Regions from separate parts of the Pan troglodytes genome. Here region 2 is linked to region 1. A link is a contact called in public Hi-C data. All regions are on one chromosome and are shown on one strand. Each heading gives the region's core, a stretch centred on a gene start, on an enhancer-like site or on the middle of the called end of the contact. The rest is flanking DNA. Distances are from core to core; before and after follow the strand shown.

Region 1 (3,280 bases), core at 193-2,692:
TGGTGGCAGGCGCCTGTAAACCTAGCTACTCGGGAAGCTGAGGCAGGAGAACCGTTTGAACCCAGGAAGTGGAGGTTGCAGCGAGCTGAGATTGAGCCAATGCACTCCAGTCCGGGCGACAGTGCGAGATTTCGTCTCAAAAAAAATAAAAATATTAAAAAAAAAGAAAAAAAGATCCTGAGCCCCGGTTTTCCGAGATTTTATCTGCTTTTAATTTTCTTTCTTCTCCGAGGGATACAGTCACAATACACTGTATCTATAATACCCTCCAATAATACCAGCTCCTTAAGGGTTGAACGGAATCTCATTCACCTTTGTGTCTCCCACAGAACCTAATTTAACTTGGGGTCAGTAACACGAGAGTGGGAAATGAATGCAGCATAAAAGAGATAACTGAGTTACAACAAACACAAAACAAAAGAAGCATCATACATAACCAGGTCTGAGGTTTTCAGTATAAAATCCCTTCAATATGCTGAGTTCTAAAAAGAAGCAGAACTTTTAATTAACACGAAGATGCTTCAAATAATTCTTAGACATGACAATAAAATAACCGAAACCTCAAGAGACGAAAAGTAAGACCCGAATGCTAAACTCCCATCACTTGGACTTCTTTGCTTTTTAATAATGAGCTAACCTCTGACATCCACCTCCATTATAATTTTTGTGGGGGCTAAGAATGTATTTCAGAGGTCCATGAATCCCTTAAAATTGTTTGCAAACATTTACTTATACATTTACTTATACCATTTTTCTGAGGAAAGGTGCAAATATTATTCTTATGGTCCCAAAGCCTGTGACTCCCAAAATACTAAGAACCAATATTCTGGGGGGTACAGATGCTTCCAAATTGGAATCTTTCAAGAATGTCTGAGCGGCAGTAGAAAAACATCATCAGTTTTATATACATGAGGTACCCTTACCGCCTAGGCGGTACAGGAAAAGTGAACCAAGACAAAGGACAGGAAGCTGCAGGGGGAGGAGCCCTGGCTTCAGGGACTCGTAAAACAACCGAAGCCATAAAGGAAGCTGAGGGACTGGGGCGGGAAGATCGATTGCAGAAATGTTTAGGGCTGAGATGAACCTGGCTGTTGCCAGCTTCAGGGCCTCACTGGGCCGCTAGATCAGGGAAGAAGGGGACGAGAGAGCAGAACATTAACTTGGCAGGGTCCATTTGTGTTCATTCCCAGCACCTCCTGGGAGCGCTGGGGAAGCTCCAGGGGCCGAGTGGATGGCGGGAAGACATCCTGGGCTGGGGCCCAAAGCAGCGGCCCCGCCAGCGATTTACCTTCATAGGGTCAGCGAGGTAAAGCTTCTCGGCAGCGCGGCTGAACTCCTCCCAGGTCTGGTACTGCGGCATCGTGGCCTAGAGTGGAAAAGTAAAGAGAAGCAAGGCCTCAGAACCCGGCCCAACAAACTACCTACGTCCGGGAGTCGCCAACTGACGCGAGTCCCAGCAGCCCCAAGATGGCGGCGCCTCCTCGCACCAACGCCTCGCTCCATTGGACAGCTCCGTCCATGCTCGCCCAATGGGCAGGAGGGATGTTGTCAGGGAGTGGGCGGAGCCCAGGGCGTGTGGCTCGAGAGCTGAGCGAGACAAGCGGAGGGCAAGGCAACCAATGCCGGCTGCCACAGCGCCCCCGGTAGGGCTGAATGAGTGGCGTCCGTCCCGTGGCACTCAGGGCTGAACCGCAGCTGCCTTCAACAAAGATTAAGCGGCTCTGCGATAGGCGCTGCATATACGAGGAAGGAGGCGACAGGGCCCAGCTGTCACACAGCTTGGTGAAGAAGCCAGGAGACATAAACACAAGAGTGCAACGGAAAACTTTATATGATAAACATTTATGTCGGGTTAGTGGAGCGCGAAGGAAGAAGGATCACTTGTGGGTGGGGGGAAACTCACAGAAGCGGTGCAAGCTCAACAGGTAGGCAAGGAAGGACAGAACACGTAGGCCCATTTTAGATCTGCAGTGTATGTCAGATGACTGGTGTTTAGGAGATGAGGAAGAAGTCATATTATCACTTCTGCAAGGATAAAAAATCTGATCCTCCAAGCAGGAGGATTGCTTGAGCCCGGGAGTCCGAGGCTGCAGTGAGCCATGATCGCGCTACGCACCCAGCCTGGGCTTCAGAGCAAGACGCTGGCGCAAAAGTAAATAAATAAAGAAGATGGCCTGCAGGGGACACCAGGTAAAGAGTATTATATTTTGAGATGGAAAGATTTTGTGCATGTTTATAACTTTTAGAGAAGGACACATAAGAGATAGAAAAATCAAAAATACAAGAGAAAGAAGAAAGCGAGGTCTCGGGAAATATGAAGGGGAAGACCAAAGGCCCAGATGAATAAAAACAGGTGCATTATTGCCTTTGATGGGGTGAGGAAGAGGGAAAAGTCGGGTGAGGGTATAGGTGAGCATGTAGATACGAGGGCAAGAAGGTACATTTTCTTGTCACCTAAGACAGGAGACCACCTTCGTAAATAGGAAGGGTGGTTTTGGATCTTTGAGGAAGCAAGGATGGGTTTGGATCCTTGAGGAGAAGGTTTGGAAAAGCCATTGTGAGAAATGAATAAGGAAGCCTATTAGAAAAAAACAGGTGGGAAGCGGTGGTGCACACCTGCAATCCCAGCACTCTGGGAGGCTGAGGTGGGCAGATCACTTGAAGTCAGGAGTTCAAGACCAGCCTGGTCAACATCGTGAAACCCCATCTCTACTAAAAATAAAAAAATTAGTTGGGCTTGGTCGTGGGTGCCTGTAATCCCAGCTACTCTACTCGGGAGGCTGAGGTAGGAGAATCTCTTGAACCCAGGAGATGGAGGATGTAGTGAGCCAAGATCGCATCTCACTGCACTCCAGCCTGGGCAACAGAGCAAGACTCTGTCTCTAAAACAGCAACAACAACAACAACAACAACAACAACAAAAGAAACTCAAAAGCAATATGTCAAGTAGAGTAAAAAGCTGAAACTGGAGATCATATCTGGGAATAGCCCCAATTAGGGTCTGTCTCCAGCAACACCCAGAAGCTTGGATTTTGGACTGGAAAAGACAGATATTAGGGATTTATAGGGTACATGAGGAAGAAGAACAAAGGGTCAAGAATGTTGCAGGTGGTACTGGCAAGAGAATGACTGAAATGATAAATTATGGGATCCATGCTAGATAGCTGGTAATTAATTGAGTCAAAAGAGAGACGTTAAGGAACCAGGATTAAAGGAAATCTGAATTCAATATAGCAGGAAATAAGTTTTAGTCAGATTGGATATTGGGGTTTAACATTTT
Region 2 (3,220 bases), core at 385-2,884, 290 kb after region 1:
TCCGTAGTGTGTGTAGTGGTGGATTGTCTGTCCTCGTGATATCGTAGTTCCCAGCTTAGGGCTATTATGGGTAGTCCTGCTATGAATATTCTAGCATGTGTCTTTGGTGAACATATGGATGTGTTTCTTCTGGGTGTGTGACTAGGAATAGCGTTGGTGGGTCACAGCGTATGCCTGCATTCAGCTTCAGTAGATCCTGACCCACTTCTAAACGTGCCTAGCAGTGCTGGAGCCATTTATGGGCATGTCAGCTGGCGGGGCTGCGAGCCTCCCTCCATCGCCTCCCTCCATCGTAGCTCCCTTCTGTGAATGGCCCCACGGGCAGCACAGGGAACAATCCAACGAAAGAACCGAACCTGCCTTGGACAGCTAACTAACTGCGGTCTCATTCTGTTTCCCTGAAACATGGAATTAAGTTTCAAATACAACTTTCCTTCCCTCTTAACAACAATATTATTCATGTCTACATTTATTGTAAGCATTTACCTAGAAGATAAGGCCTATTTCCTCCAATAAGGTGAGTTTATACTCAATGAAATTAATTTTTTTTAGTTCATTTAGCATTGCTTCTTAACAAGTTGCCAATTGATGGATCAGACATTTCTTCCTGACCTGCAGATTATAAAATGGTCTCACTCTCAGGGCACAAGAAGCAAGAGCACATACCCAAAGGCCAAGGAAGTGGCTGCCTTCTTTGTTTTTCCCTAAATGATGTCCTCTAGAGAAATTCCCGCAGCCCCATTATGAGATGGGAATTTGCTTGATTAAAGGAGATGATTCCACTTTCTGTCTAGTAATCTGGGGCATGAAGTGGATGGTTAGATACAAATCTCCAGTGTTAAGTACCAATAATTTTTGTCAGTATGAAAAAAGTGGCTGGGTGCAGTGGCTCATGCCTGTAATCCCAGCACTTTGGGAGGCCAAGGTGGACGGATCACCTGAGGTCAGGAGTTTGAGACTAGCCTGGCCAACATAGCGAAACCCCATGGACGGATCACCTGAAGTCAGGAGTTTGAGACTATCCTGGCCAACATGGTGAAACCCCATCTCTGCTAAAAATAATACAAAAATTATCAGGGTGTTGTGGTGGGCGCTTGTAATCCCAGCTACTCAGGAGGCTGAGGCAGGAGAATCGCTTGAGCCCGGGAGGCGGAGGTTGCAATGAGCTGAGATCATGCCACTGCACTCCAGCCTGGGCAACAGAACGAGATTCTATCTCAAAAAAAAAAAAGTGCTTTTCTTTTTAAAACTGTAATTAGAGATGTAGTCTTGCTATGTTGTCCAGGCTGGTCTCAAGCAATCCTCCTGTTCTGGCTTCCCAAAGTGTTGGGATTACAGGCATGAGCCACTGCCAAAGATTATTTATTATTATTATTACTTAACTGGGAGCTGTTCAAGTCCCAAAGCCCTCTAGCTCTCCTAAGTTTTCAAAAAAAGGGAAAAGACTTTTCCCACATAATATCAATCCCATGTGTCAGATTATCTTGTAAATGTTGAGACGTGTTGGTCAGCAAGGGTCCAGAAGCTGTGAGTGTGCACAGCAGGTGGAAATGGAAGGGGAATTTGTTTTTGCCTTGCAGATCTCCTGTCCTGACTCAACACTTAATGGCACAGTGTCTCCGGTGCTTTCTTGAAACCTGGTGATGTGAACAAAGAATAAAAATAGCTGCTTGAAATGCCTCCAAATGAGCAAATGCAGGCATTGTTGGAATTCCAAATTTCAGAGCTGCTTTCCGGAATCCTCGTGGATTAACGTAGCAGGAGTGGGTACTGAACAGCAAGGATGGGGCTGGAACTGTAAACTCAAAAAGCATGATTATAAAAGGGGCATGTCAAAGGGCCAAGGATCGCAGAACGATCAGAGTTCATAATTTGGGGTAACCATAGAAATCATTAGCTCCAGCCCTGCCAGACAGCGACGGCTCAAAGAGGCAGCTGGTCAGAGTTGGTGCCTCATTCCCCCGCCGGTCCCCCTGCCCTGCCAAATCTCACTTAGAGAAAGCTCTAAGTGTGGGGAGGATGGAGGGTAATTGGAATTCAGACAGGAGCCAGTTCCAAGTAATTTGTAAATTATGTGAATGAGCTTGAAAAGATTTTACCCAAGATGGTAGATCAGCTTAACGTTCTCTTCCCATAATAACCCCCATCACAAATACACAAGGGCCTCAACACCCAGATATGAATGGAATGACACTTCTTTCCCTAGAATTGTAAGGCAAGGGAGAGGGAGAAGCATTTACTTGCCTCTAAAATGGAGCCCTGGTCCCTAAGTCCATGTGTGTTTAGGGGGAGGCAGACAAGTAGATCAGTGAACAATTTGTCTTAAATTGGTTTACAAAACAAAAATTACAATGTGAGTGTAATAAATTATACAGAATGGTATACAAACAGATGGGGAAATAATGTCAGCTGCTTGGTGGTGATGGAGAAGTCAATTCACCTGGAATTAACAGACGAGCTGTTAAGAATGAGCAGGTGTTCTTGGGCATCAGAGGGGCAAAGGTATTTCTGGCAGAGCAACGAGCAGTTTGCAGGTGTGAGAGTGCATGGGCTGTTCTGCAACAGGCCCCGTAAATGGGCGAGGTTGGAAGACGAGCCGTGGGGTGGAGGCAAGACAGGAGGTGAGCTGGAGAGGTTGGGAAAGAATTGGAAACATTTTGCTCTGTCCTCTGAAATCCCGGCACATGCCACATTAGACTGCATGGTTTCTAGGGAGCTTCAGAGGTCCTAATGAACGTTTTAGTCTGATTTTAAAAAGAAAACGATTTTAAGGTTCTGGCACAGAAGACATAAAAATGTGTGACATACTCCCTGTCTGCCAGAAAGCACGTTCTTCTGCACATTTAGAATGTAGAAAATATAACCCTTTAAAAAACCACCAATACAAATTGTTTTTAAGTATTCCAGAGGGAAAATAAAAATAATATATTGGCCCCTTTAGGAAACAGAACGGCCTCTCATTTCCTGGACAGTTGTTGAGAGTAGCCGTGCCAGTGCTACCTGGATTCATGGATGTGCCACACGGTGATCAGGTTCTGTGATCTGTCACGCTATGGGTGCAGGAAATAAACCCACTGGCTTGATGCTTTCCTGAGTCCGTGTCAAGCGAGTACAAGTGGGAGACATTCAGGGTAGGAGTAACTGGTATTACAGGAGCACCTGGGCTTAGATGGCAGGTTGCGTCCAGCCATAAATAACACCTGACTTAAAGCAGCTTATG

Evidence for each region. Hi-C and Micro-C count contacts between places; a contact is called where the count stands out from the background.
Region 2: a Hi-C map of stem cell-derived neural progenitor cells shows a contact between it and region 1, with 6 times the contacts expected there. The contact joins the enhancer-like site here to the promoter of SRP9 in region 1. A contact is called at or near these places in 5 of 7 Hi-C or Micro-C datasets (blood, induced pluripotent stem cells, a lymphoblastoid cell line and 1 more), 1 of 1 datasets of contacts at active chromatin or transcription factors (stem cell-derived excitatory neurons) and 1 of 1 other capture datasets (stem cell-derived neural stem cells).

The regions. Positions count from the first base shown.
Region 1 is chr1:23,517,102-23,520,381 of NHGRI_mPanTro3-v2.0_pri, forward strand. SRP9 (signal recognition particle 9) reads right to left here and starts at 1,443. Exons shown (of 3, transcript NM_001246578.1): 1 at 1,289-1,443. The coding sequence starts at 1,360.
Region 2 is chr1:23,809,012-23,812,231 of NHGRI_mPanTro3-v2.0_pri, forward strand. No RefSeq gene overlaps it. Among named protein-coding and RNA genes, the nearest start is that of LBR, 55 kb to the right of the region's middle. Within about 2 kb of position 1,635, at least 4 of the 24 cell types and tissues checked have an H3K27ac peak or open chromatin away from gene starts, as enhancers often do. A contact at or near this core is called in stem cell-derived neural progenitor cells and stem cell-derived neural stem cells, where this site is marked.